Regions from separate parts of the Gasterosteus aculeatus genome. Here region 1 is linked to region 2. The links are chromatin contacts, called in public Hi-C maps. All regions are on one chromosome and are shown on one strand. Each heading gives the region's core, a stretch centred on a gene start, on an enhancer-like site or on the middle of the called end of the contact. The rest is flanking DNA. Distances are from core to core; before and after follow the strand shown. Region 1 holds the start of gtf2a1 (general transcription factor IIA, 1). Region 2 overlaps LOC120807839 (26S proteasome regulatory subunit 4).

Region 1 (5,305 bases), core at 1,118-3,617, 97 kb after region 2:
CTGAACATCGGAGAGCACATGGGTAAGCGATGTCAAAATGCAAATGCTATTGATTTGTGCGATGAGCTGCAGAGTGCAGAGAGTGTTGTTGTTGTTTTTGTTTTACTAAATGTTCAATTCTCTCCTTATTGTGCAATCATATTGCCAAAGAATGATTTAAGACCTATTTCATCACTACATGTAAATATCAACGTTGTCTAATACCGTGGCAAAAAATATATAAATGTTGTTTTATTTTGTTTTCCATTTCCTGAAAAACTGCAATGATGTTCATGTGATGTATTGTCTTCCAGTTGGTTGCAATAATAAAAAATACAAGTTGCAGAGGGTTCGTCTGGCTGATCCTTTTGACAGACCGGAGCCCGGGAGGTCTGTCGTGGGGAACAATGCACGCGTTGACCACCGCGACGCGTTCGAGCACAGCAACGCTGGCAGGCGCCTCAATAGCAGCAAATTCACAATTCGTCCATCAGAATCCAGAGTTGAATACAGTGAACGCGTGTAAGAAATGATATCCCCCCCCCACACACACACACTAGCCCCCATTTGCTGGTAAAGCGGTCGCTTTGTGACTCTCGAGACTGACCCCAATCATTAACCTCGCACATTCCCATCAACACGGGTCTTATCACAGCCACTCCTCTTCCGCCAGTTAATTATTCATTTACTTCCTCTAATCGGTTAAGTTCAATATTTCTGATTAAAGTCAGACCCCCCCCCCCCCCCAAGGGAAGGAAGTAAAAGAGTTAAGTGTACCAAAGAGTTCCTCCGCGCCTTATCGCTCTGGGTGGTGTCGCTCTGGAGCCGCGTGGCGGTGGGGGCCCATTCATAATTGAAGCTGGGACTTAATATCGCACCAGTGGCTCCCTGTGCACCGCCGACACCACTGGAGCTAGCTGCTCCTCTGTTGCTATGCAACCACAGCGATGAAAGACGGGGGGCTGGGGGGGTGCATTCGGTAGATCTTTAGAGGGCATCGTACCCCACGTGAGCACTTGGTTCGTACAGAACAAAACTTACGAGTGAATTTAAAAATGTTTTCATCAGTGTCGAGTCCACTTTTAATTTAAATTGAATGAAGCGAGTTGTGTAATTCGGTGGTGGGGGAGGCCCGCTGGGGGGGCTGAGGTGGTCGATGCTGCGTGTTTCCCGCGCCGTCTCCTCCACACGATGCCCGCCGAGCAAGTTTCCATGGAGACAGAAGTGGAGGTAACGTTCTCCCGGTCGCTGCGAAGCTTTAATGGTGATCTGGAAACGTTGCCCTGGTGCTCAGAACAGGTGTATTTTTGATTCAACATAACCAATAGATGTGGCTACCGCCCCCCCCCCCCCCCCCCCCCCCCAAAAATCCCTCACCCTTTATTGAATTAAAATAGTTGAATCCCAGTGAATGGATGTGTGTCATGGAATCAGAAAAGGAGAGCTTGTTTTCCGGGCCGCTGCGATGTGGCGTGATCACACTCTGGTGGCGGCGGGAAGTTACTGACGTGGCTTCAAACGTCATCTGGAACCGTCAACAAAGGCACCAACTGTTCCTGTGAACAAGTACGGTTCCATTACAGATATATCATAACAACAGCAATGCAAACGGAATGAAAATCAATGACAAGTGAAGTTACGTTAACACCTGAATCAGCGATCATTGACATAAACACAGGCAAACAAATGCAGAAATGTTTCCACAGAGATGTAGATTAAGATTAAAGTCTAATTACAAAGCACTGCGGTTTGTGCTTTGACGTTCCTCTTGTCTTTCAAAGGTTTTAAATGCATGAAAGAAGCATTAATCAGGTGATCTTCAGGGGATTCTCCCTCGTTATCAGTGCACAACGATAAAACAAATCAAAGACGACCATGTGAGGTCAACTCAGTACGGTTTTGGTGACCTGCAGAGTCAAAGAAAAGGCCCAGAGGCAGCGCTGGCTTAACAAAGGTAACCAAGAGATGCGAAAAACAAATGATAAAGAATTGTTTTTAGTGCATTTTACAGACATGCGTGAAAATTGAAGAGATGGTAACAGAAAGCTAAACCAGGAGGGTCAAAGCGCCTTGTGTGTTCTCTCTGCCCTCAGATCAGATATTACAAACGCCACGCATTAATGCTCGGGCTGACGTCCATGTTTTAGGATTTATATATCCATCACTATGTTTGTATCGTGTAATAATCTACCAATGAAACTGGCTCCTGGGATACTGTGATTTTCTCCTTATATGGGTCACATTATTCACACGTGGCCTCATTCCGTAAACAAGATCACCGAGCATTACAGAGCTAATGCGCTCTGCGCACGTGTATTTACCTCGTAGCACGTTAAAACCCCTGTAAACTACATTTCCCAGCGGCGCGCCTTTCGCGCGGCCGTCATGCGCCGGACGAGATCTCGCGCGAAGTGCGGCGCGACCCTGCCCTATGTCTCGCGCACTCGCAGCTCCACGCTCAGTATATAAAGCAGGACCACGACGGCAGGACGGCGGCTGGGAGTCGCAGCCCGGGATTGTAAATAAGACCGCTCAAACTGTGTTTTATTTACAAAAGTAATGCCGGCTGTTTTAAGAGAGCGTTCCCAGTTGTTTTAAGTCATTTTTTTTGTAATTTTTTTGGCTCTATCTCTCGCCTATTTCCGTGTGGTTTTTACACTACGCGTATAATGGCGAGCTCGGCTAACTCGAACCCAGTGGTAAGGATCAATCTCTAAGGATTGTCAGCGGGGAAATGGGGGGGCTAAGATGAGAGGAAGCTGTCAACGAGATGTTTGTGTCATTCAGGCTTAGCAAACACATCATTGTTCTACCAAATAAAACGAAGAACGTCTTCAGTTAATCGGCCATTTTAATCATTCTTCAACTGAGCTCAGGTCGTGTTCCGATAAAGCCATCTGGTGGGAGCGATGGCTGGTGACCAGTGACGTTCCGCAGAATGCAGATGTTCTTACGGCTGGTTAGTTATGGGCTTAAATGTCCGGTGGAGCTACTGGTTCATACCAGCGTAGTATCTGTAAACTCCCATGTGAACACGAGTCGGTGGTTGTGCCGTTGATGGCGGTCGGAGCGTTTCTTGCGTGGCCGAGTCTCTTGTGAAAGGACGAATCTGTAACGTTAAATCGGCTAAATAGTCTTTTATCTGGCGCAGTTTTAGATGTTTGCAAAGCACCTCGCCACCAAACCACTGCGAACGGCTTGTGTTGTGGTCCTTTTTTTAATTAAAAGTCTCCGTGGCCGACAAGCCGCCACCGCTCAGTGAAAAGCCTCCCCGCCGTCCACCATTCCACGACCAGCGGGCCAAACCGCCGCCGCTACCCGCCTCACGACAAAGTAGTCCGCTCCCCGCCGACACGGCCACACTGACGCACTTCGTCAAAGCCCAGCGGCCATGAGATAAAACGCCGAAAGCACCTTGTACGTTCCGCCGCACAAGGCTTCGGCGTACCGGACTTTCGGGCGCGCGTTTCGCCGCTCCGTAAAATGGCTTCCACGTCGCCCCTCGCTCCGCTTGTGGCCCTCCTCTTTTCCCCCTCCCGGTTATATACGGCCATGTTGGCTCTCTAATATAGACTGCCCGGGATGGGAAGGCGCTACTCGACGCCACGTCACCGCCTCCGCTTATAAACCGCGGACGTGGCTTTAAATAGCGGAGAGGCGCGCGCGCGCGCGGGCCGAGGGAGGCGCGGAGGGACCGAGGGCCGTGCTGCGGCCGCAGGGGCGCGGCGGGTCACGCCGCGGAGGCTTCGCTCGTCCCGTCGCTCTCCTTCCGTGCTGAAACCCGACCGTCGCTCCACCGCGAACCTTTTACATGGCGAACGTGAAGTGGACGCCGCGTATTGCAGGTTGTCACGACACGCTAAATCCCAGCTTCCATACCCGACCAATCCTAGAAGTATCACTGTAGTGTGACATAATAAGATATGCTTATGCAAGAGAACTAAACACATATTTAGATGGTTCGTTACATGTTTGCTGTGGTTGATGTTCCTATTAAGCATTTATGAATATGACGTGTAAACTGACAATGTGTGTATGTATATGTGTGTGTGTATATATATTCACACACATACAATGTATATTTACCTAGTAAACATAGTAATGTGCTCTCTTTCCCTTCCTCGTAGCCTAAACTATATAAGTCTGTAATTGAGGATGTGATCAACGAGGTACGAGAGCTCTTCCTGGATGAGGGAGTGGACGAGCAGGTGCTTCTGGAGCTGAAAACGGTAAATGTCCCCATTACCGATCCCCCCCCCCCCCCTACAGGAGGGCTTTATGTGATTGTTGTGAATGAACGTATTCTTCATAACTTTTTCTGCTCGAGAATCAACAAATTTGGTTCGGAACCGAGCCAGAATCAACCTCGAACAGGGTTATTGTGTGCTCATCACGAAGGAATAATCCTTGAAAATCCTCCAAACACAACAAGTTATAAAATATGTGATGCAAATTAGTTTTGTGCACACAGCGTTGCTTATGTAAACATTTTATAATCGAAGCTAGAAGCCAGCAAAGAAAAAGGATCTGCATGTTTTATAGGGCCGTTGGTGGTATTTGTCAAGCGGTTCTTTTTTTTGTGTGTGGTCATATTGATTTATTTCTTCACCAGTGACGTATAAACAGATTTTTCGCTCACAGCGGTTCCCCTTTATCCTGACAGGAATAACATTGTCCATATAGACAAAGTACTTCCAGAGTGAATGCATCTTTCATCATGCGTGTGCCATTTTCAGAGCATGGTCCCCCCAAAAAAAAGTGTTAATCACAAAATGTTCAACCTGTGACACATCCCGCTTCTTCTGCCTGATGCTCCAGCTGTGGGAAAACAAGCTGTTGCAGTCCAAGGCAGTGGAGGGCTTCCACACCGAGGAGCAGGCAGCCCTGCAGGCCGCGCAGCAGCAGCAGCAGCAGCAGCAGCAGCATCAGGTCCAGCAGGTGCAGCAGGTGCAGCAGGTCCAGCAGCAGGTTCAGCAGGTGCATCAGGTCCAGCAGGTGAATCAGCCTGCACAGGCCCAGCAGGTCATTCTGCCCCCCCAGCAGCAGCAAGGTGGGTCCTTCTTTCACTATAAACCATCCAGCAGAAGTATCAAACATCTGGGACGGTAAAATGGTCCATTTTGTCAAGTTGGCGAATGTAATGTAAAAGTTACACGCTGCCGTCCCACTTAACTGATATTCAAATAAGAATCGAGAGTCTCTTCCTGCATATTTCAGCCCCGGAAATGTTTTCAGAAACGTGTTTCTGTAGAAATGTTTGACCCACAGAACACGTTCTCATCGTACAGCCGAACAGGACATAGAAATATGTCTCTGAACTCGTTTG
Region 2 (5,158 bases), core at 1,102-3,601:
GAAGGGACAAACGCACACACACACACACACACACACACACAGACACACACACAGACAGACACGGGCCCCTGCCAGAGCCAGAGGGCCGTCACCATACATACATGACTTAATCCTCGACTTTGGAACGGCCAGAAGGGTTTGACTGGAGGAGCTGAGGCTGCGAGCTGGCTCATGTGGGGCTAACATTTCAACAATGTAGCTCGGGGCCAGACGTGCTTTAAAAGTCATGAATAAAATCTTAAAATCAATTCTTAAACTAACAGGGAGCCAGTCCGAATTGACCACCAGAGGGCAACTATTCATTTTAATAGAAGTCTATGACTAAATGATTTATTCATTAGGCATTTTAAACATGAGTTTAGTCTCAATCTTTAGTTTTAAGTCTTCTTCAATACAACATGATGCTTATTTTTCCTTCATGGTCTATTTAGAGCCAAACAGGCCGCAATGTAGGGCATGCTTTAGGGCGGGATTACACGCTGATTGACAGGTCTTTACAACAGAGTTGTCTATGTTTTCGTCTTGCAACATTAACCCTTGCAAGGTGTTTTACTTCATGAAAGTTGTGGCTTTTTAGTCTTTTCCTACATGACAACGGGAAATATTGAGTTTTGTTTTGCCCTTGATTAATACACTTTGAGCAGGTTGTGCTTTTTAAAATCCTTTTCAACACATTGAGGGAAGCTCTTTACAATCCTCCACTGAAAAAGAATGTTCCTAAGGCGGAAATATTTTCCTCCTTCTTTTTCCTTCTCCTTTGACCATATTTCTAAATTTAACCATCCATTAGTGCGAGACACAGAAGAAGACAGAGTTGCTGGAGCTTTTAACAAGGCTTCTTCCTCCGTGTCATGCTCTGCTGGCCTTCAAAACATGCAGTCTTCTTTTGTGTCTTATTATAGCTGCTGCTGAAAGATATTGTATTGAGGTTACTGAGATTGTGGAGAGAGGCTGGCAACAATGAAGGGTAGCTGCAATAGGTGGTATTTGGGGTTAGTAGAGGTGTGTGTGTGTGTGTGTGCTTATGTCCCATTTATCACAGATAATTGATGTGGACAAGCTTGACTGAAATCTCTGTGACAGCGATCGGCACGCCGCATGCTCGCCGCTGATGGATGCCCATGTCAGGCTTTCTGACCTCCCACCCACTTCATTCAAAGACACACACGCGCACAAGCCATGAGTCCTTTTCAGCGTGGCACAAAAGGAACAGCCTCTTTGCATGCCGTCACCAGAAGAACTGTTACAGAAGGGCGGTCGGAGGACACAAAGTGGGGGAGGATGGAGGTGGGGAAGCATGGTGCAAGTTAGAAAATATTGGGAAGACAATATTTCCCAATATTGTCAATAAGAGGTATTATTAATGAGGTAAGAGAGGTGAGAGGAGGACCGAGGATTGTTTGATAAAAGTTGAAGAGGAGGGTGACTCCGTGAACCCATAAAAGAAAAGAGGACAAGGAGGAGTTTCATTTAGGATGCAGTAAGCTTTTTTGACCTGTATGTACACACACACACACACACACACCATGTGAACAGAGGTAGCCTTTCAAACTTAAACATATGCAATATCCAAGAGGTCTCACTGTTACGTGTCAATACATCTTACTGAAAACTCAGGCTTATCAAAAGGGCAAAGGTGTAACTACAAGTCAAAATGCTGTTAAATTTAAAATGAAAAGATCAACATTTGAGAAGTACGCCTTCTTGCTATCAGACAAGACGAGACAATCAATACCACTCTCATCTGTTAAATATGAATCCAGGAGCTGGTTGGCACAAGGAAAATAAAACTGGAGCTAACCTCAGTCCAAAGCCAAACAAGAATAAACTTCATGGTTACACAGGCTCAATATGGCTGTTGTGGATATTGGAACCTTCAATCATATCTGTACATATAAAGTAATAAGTAATAAGACACAGGTCGACGTGTAGATCGGCCACTAACAAGGTGTTTACTATCACACCAGTCATTGCTGCTCTTCATTGACACTCTTGATTCTAAGAGTTCACTGCTTGTTTTGAGGAATCTGAACAATGTCGCTCTCGCTCCCCAAACATCATATCCTCCCTTTTCCTTCAGCTTCACTAAAAAATGTTAGCCCAGAAGAGCACAGGAAGTGAATTAAAAGCCCACCAGTATATACGGAGAGAAACCCGTTCTGTTGGAGTGGCGTGTGCAGTAGTGGGTTGTCTTGGTGGGCACCGCGATGAGAGTTGGACCAATCTCGTCTGGGGTGGGTAGCCTTCGTATTTTCGTTGCCACCAGTGCCCGCGGTGCAATGCGGGCCTGGCTGGCAGGCTCGGGGGAAAGGACCCATCTGTTGTATGAGATTATTTCAAACCACAGACAACACAGGATGTCACCTGTTTCGAGAGACTCAGGGTAGGAGGCATCACGAGCAGGAAGGTATGGACAGTATGTGTGTGTGTGCAAGGGGGGTATGGAGGTGAATTTCTTCAGGCAACATGTGTTCTCTCATTCCATCTTGTTATAGTCGTATTCATGCATGTGTATTTCTTGTAATACTATGTATATATATCAACCAATGTAGATGTTGATAGAAGAAGCCTCTTTTAGTTATCATATCATCCTACATTTTTTTTGTTGTAGTTGTTTGTTATGTATTATCTTCCATTGTATGAATTTTTAAACAGTATTAATACTATCACAACAGCTGCTTTACTTCAGCAGTGGTGGTCTTTAGCAAACCTTGTATTCTATGAAGTAAATCTATGATAGAAGACTCTGAACCTCAAAGAAAACATCCGGTACCAACATTCAGGGCCACATGTACTAACGCTTTTTGCGCCCACTTCAGGCGTATTTGTTCTGCAACGTGTGCGTAAAAGCGTTGTGAGGTTTGTACAAACAAGCCGCACTGAGGTGAAAGTGCAGACTGCCTGTCGCGGAAACTGAAAAATGCAAATTTTGCTTTTCGTGTCATGCATATGCATTGACGGGAGGGTCCAGGGAAAAGTGTATTATGTAGTGTATTAAGTGTATTAAGAAACCGCCGGTGGAAGATTGCCTGTGTTTTGCACCAAAAATTCTCAGCAGTCATGCAATTTTACAGTTACTAGAAGAAATCAGATGACGTTGCTTCTCCTACTCAGTGTTCACAGTCCATTCCAGCATTTGTTAAACTCCTTGCTACATTACATTAATTATTGCCATCAGGATCATTATCAAACAGTCAAAGCATCAGCAGTGGGAATATCGCAGTCTGTACTCAGCCGTATCACAGCACAAGTATTTCACGCTTTGCTACAACGCACTAGTTACCATACATACAATTTCCAACTGCTAATGTCCAAATAACACATCAACTTTGTTATCACTGAATTTCCTTGGCGCTGATAACGCTACGTTTGCAAATGTACGGACATGAGGCCCTGAGTGTTAGTCCAAGAGGAAGTGATGCACGTATTTAGTGAGGGGGGGGAAGTAAAGGGATTGTGTGGTTACTTTTAGTTTCAATTTTTTTCTGTGTTTGCATGTGCCATAATAAATGTTTTTTTCTTACCATACTGTAGCTGCCTAGCATAAATTTAAAAGACAAAAATAATTAACATTGGCATTGGCATAATCTAAGAATTTATAGAAAACACTCAAAAGCTGGGTGCATGGCCGACTCCCTGCCGCATCCCAGACTCACTATGAAAAAACGGTTTGCCTACTTTTATGCTGTGGACAACGTGTTGGCTAACAGCTGACTGCATCTATGCCTTCCAGCCACTGTGTGATGTTTCTGGGTTGGAACAGAAACTCATGAGCAGAGGAAAACACAGAAGACGGGCCAAGGTGCAAGCGAGGGCTTTCATTCTGCGTGAGGAAGTCATACACGGAAGGTCCGAAAAATAGAGACAAACAAATTCAACAGGGGGCAGGCTTAATCCTAGAGTCAAGAAGAGGAAAAGTTATAAACCACCAGGAAAATACTGGAAGGAAATACCGAACGGCAATGAGTAAATGGTTTAACTCGCCGAAAACACTCAAAATGTCAGAGCAGATAATATGATAAATACTACCTTGGGGAATCACAGAAAATGTTTCTATTTATTTAATTGTATGACAATGCAAGTGTTCACAACTGGGGCATCAATGATCGCTGTATCATATATTTTAAATACTATGTTAATCACTAATGACGTCACCCATTTAACTGTAACCTTATTGATCCCTGTGTCATAAATATGAAATACTTTTAGGTTCAGCATTAATGAGGTAGAAACACAGATGATGGTGGTTACGTCTGATGGTGGTTACGTCTGATGGTTGTTACGTCTGATGGTTGTTACGTCTGATGTTGGTTACATCGTATGGTGGTTACGTCTGATGTTGGTTACATCGTATGGTGGTTACGTCTGATAGTGGTTATTACTGGTGGTTCCTAAAGTGGTCCTGCCCTTACACCTGGCTAACTACTCTCAATATTTGAATTATTTTCGTTGTATGCATTGAATGTATTGAACATCATTTACGTTGTTCATGCTGTACACATGACATCTATCACACTGTGTCCATCCTGATAGAGGGATCTGCTGCCTTTCCCCTGAAGTCTTCTCCCAGTTGAAGTTGAAGGGTCTCAGTGTCACGGATGCGGGGCAGGCAGGACTCAAACGCAGAGTTTCAAACAAAATAAGACTTTAATGGTCAAAAACTCCAAACGCAAAAAGGCCAAGGGGCAAAAACGCAGACGGGAACCAGGAACATCCAAAACATTCAACAATGACGCAAGAAGTGACACACATGGCTTAAATACACAAGGGAGGTACAGGTCATTGGACACAGGTGGAAACAATCATTACACGACAGACAATCACAGGGGAAGACAGGACAAGGCAGGAAGTGAAGTTACCCAGGGACACGAGAGGCAAGAAACTACAAAATAAAACAGGACATGAACCCAAACTGTGACACTCAGGACAGAGGATGTTGCATGTGTACAGACTGTAAATCCTTCTGCGGCAAATTAGTCATTTGTTATTTTGGGCTATAAAAAAAATAGTAAGTATTATATTCATACTGTAGATAAAGACTGACTTAGAAAGTCAATCCCAGCATCATATTCAAACTAGTATAAAGGAGTCATGAAGAGGTCAGACCTTCGGCCAAGGGTGCACCACCTGCATCCTAAGGGCTATGTAGAAGAAATTG

The links. Hi-C and Micro-C count contacts between places; a contact is called where the count stands out from the background.
Region 1: a Hi-C map of blood and trunk muscle shows a contact between it and region 2, with 3 times the contacts expected there. The contact joins the promoter of gtf2a1 here to the enhancer-like site in region 2. A contact is called at or near these places in 5 of 6 Hi-C or Micro-C datasets (blood and trunk muscle, skeletal muscle, tail fin and 1 more).

Annotation. Positions count from the first base shown.
Region 1 is chr18:2,129,538-2,134,842 of fGasAcu3.hap1.1, forward strand. gtf2a1 (general transcription factor IIA, 1) reads left to right here and starts at 2,368. Exons shown (of 10, transcript XM_040160135.2): 1 at 2,368-2,678; 2 at 4,107-4,208; 3 at 4,798-5,029. The coding sequence starts at 2,649. The region is part of intron 1 of LOC120807839 (26S proteasome regulatory subunit 4); the gene reads right to left. It overlaps LOC120808118 (forkhead box protein N3), which reads left to right. Exons shown (of 6, transcript XM_040160752.2): 6 at 1-324.
Region 2 is chr18:2,032,225-2,037,382 of fGasAcu3.hap1.1, forward strand. The region is part of intron 1 of LOC120807839 (26S proteasome regulatory subunit 4); the gene reads right to left. Among protein-coding and RNA genes, the nearest start is that of LOC120808397, 19 kb to the left of the region's middle. Within about 2 kb of position 2,352, at least 2 of the 9 cell types and tissues checked have open chromatin away from gene starts, as enhancers often do.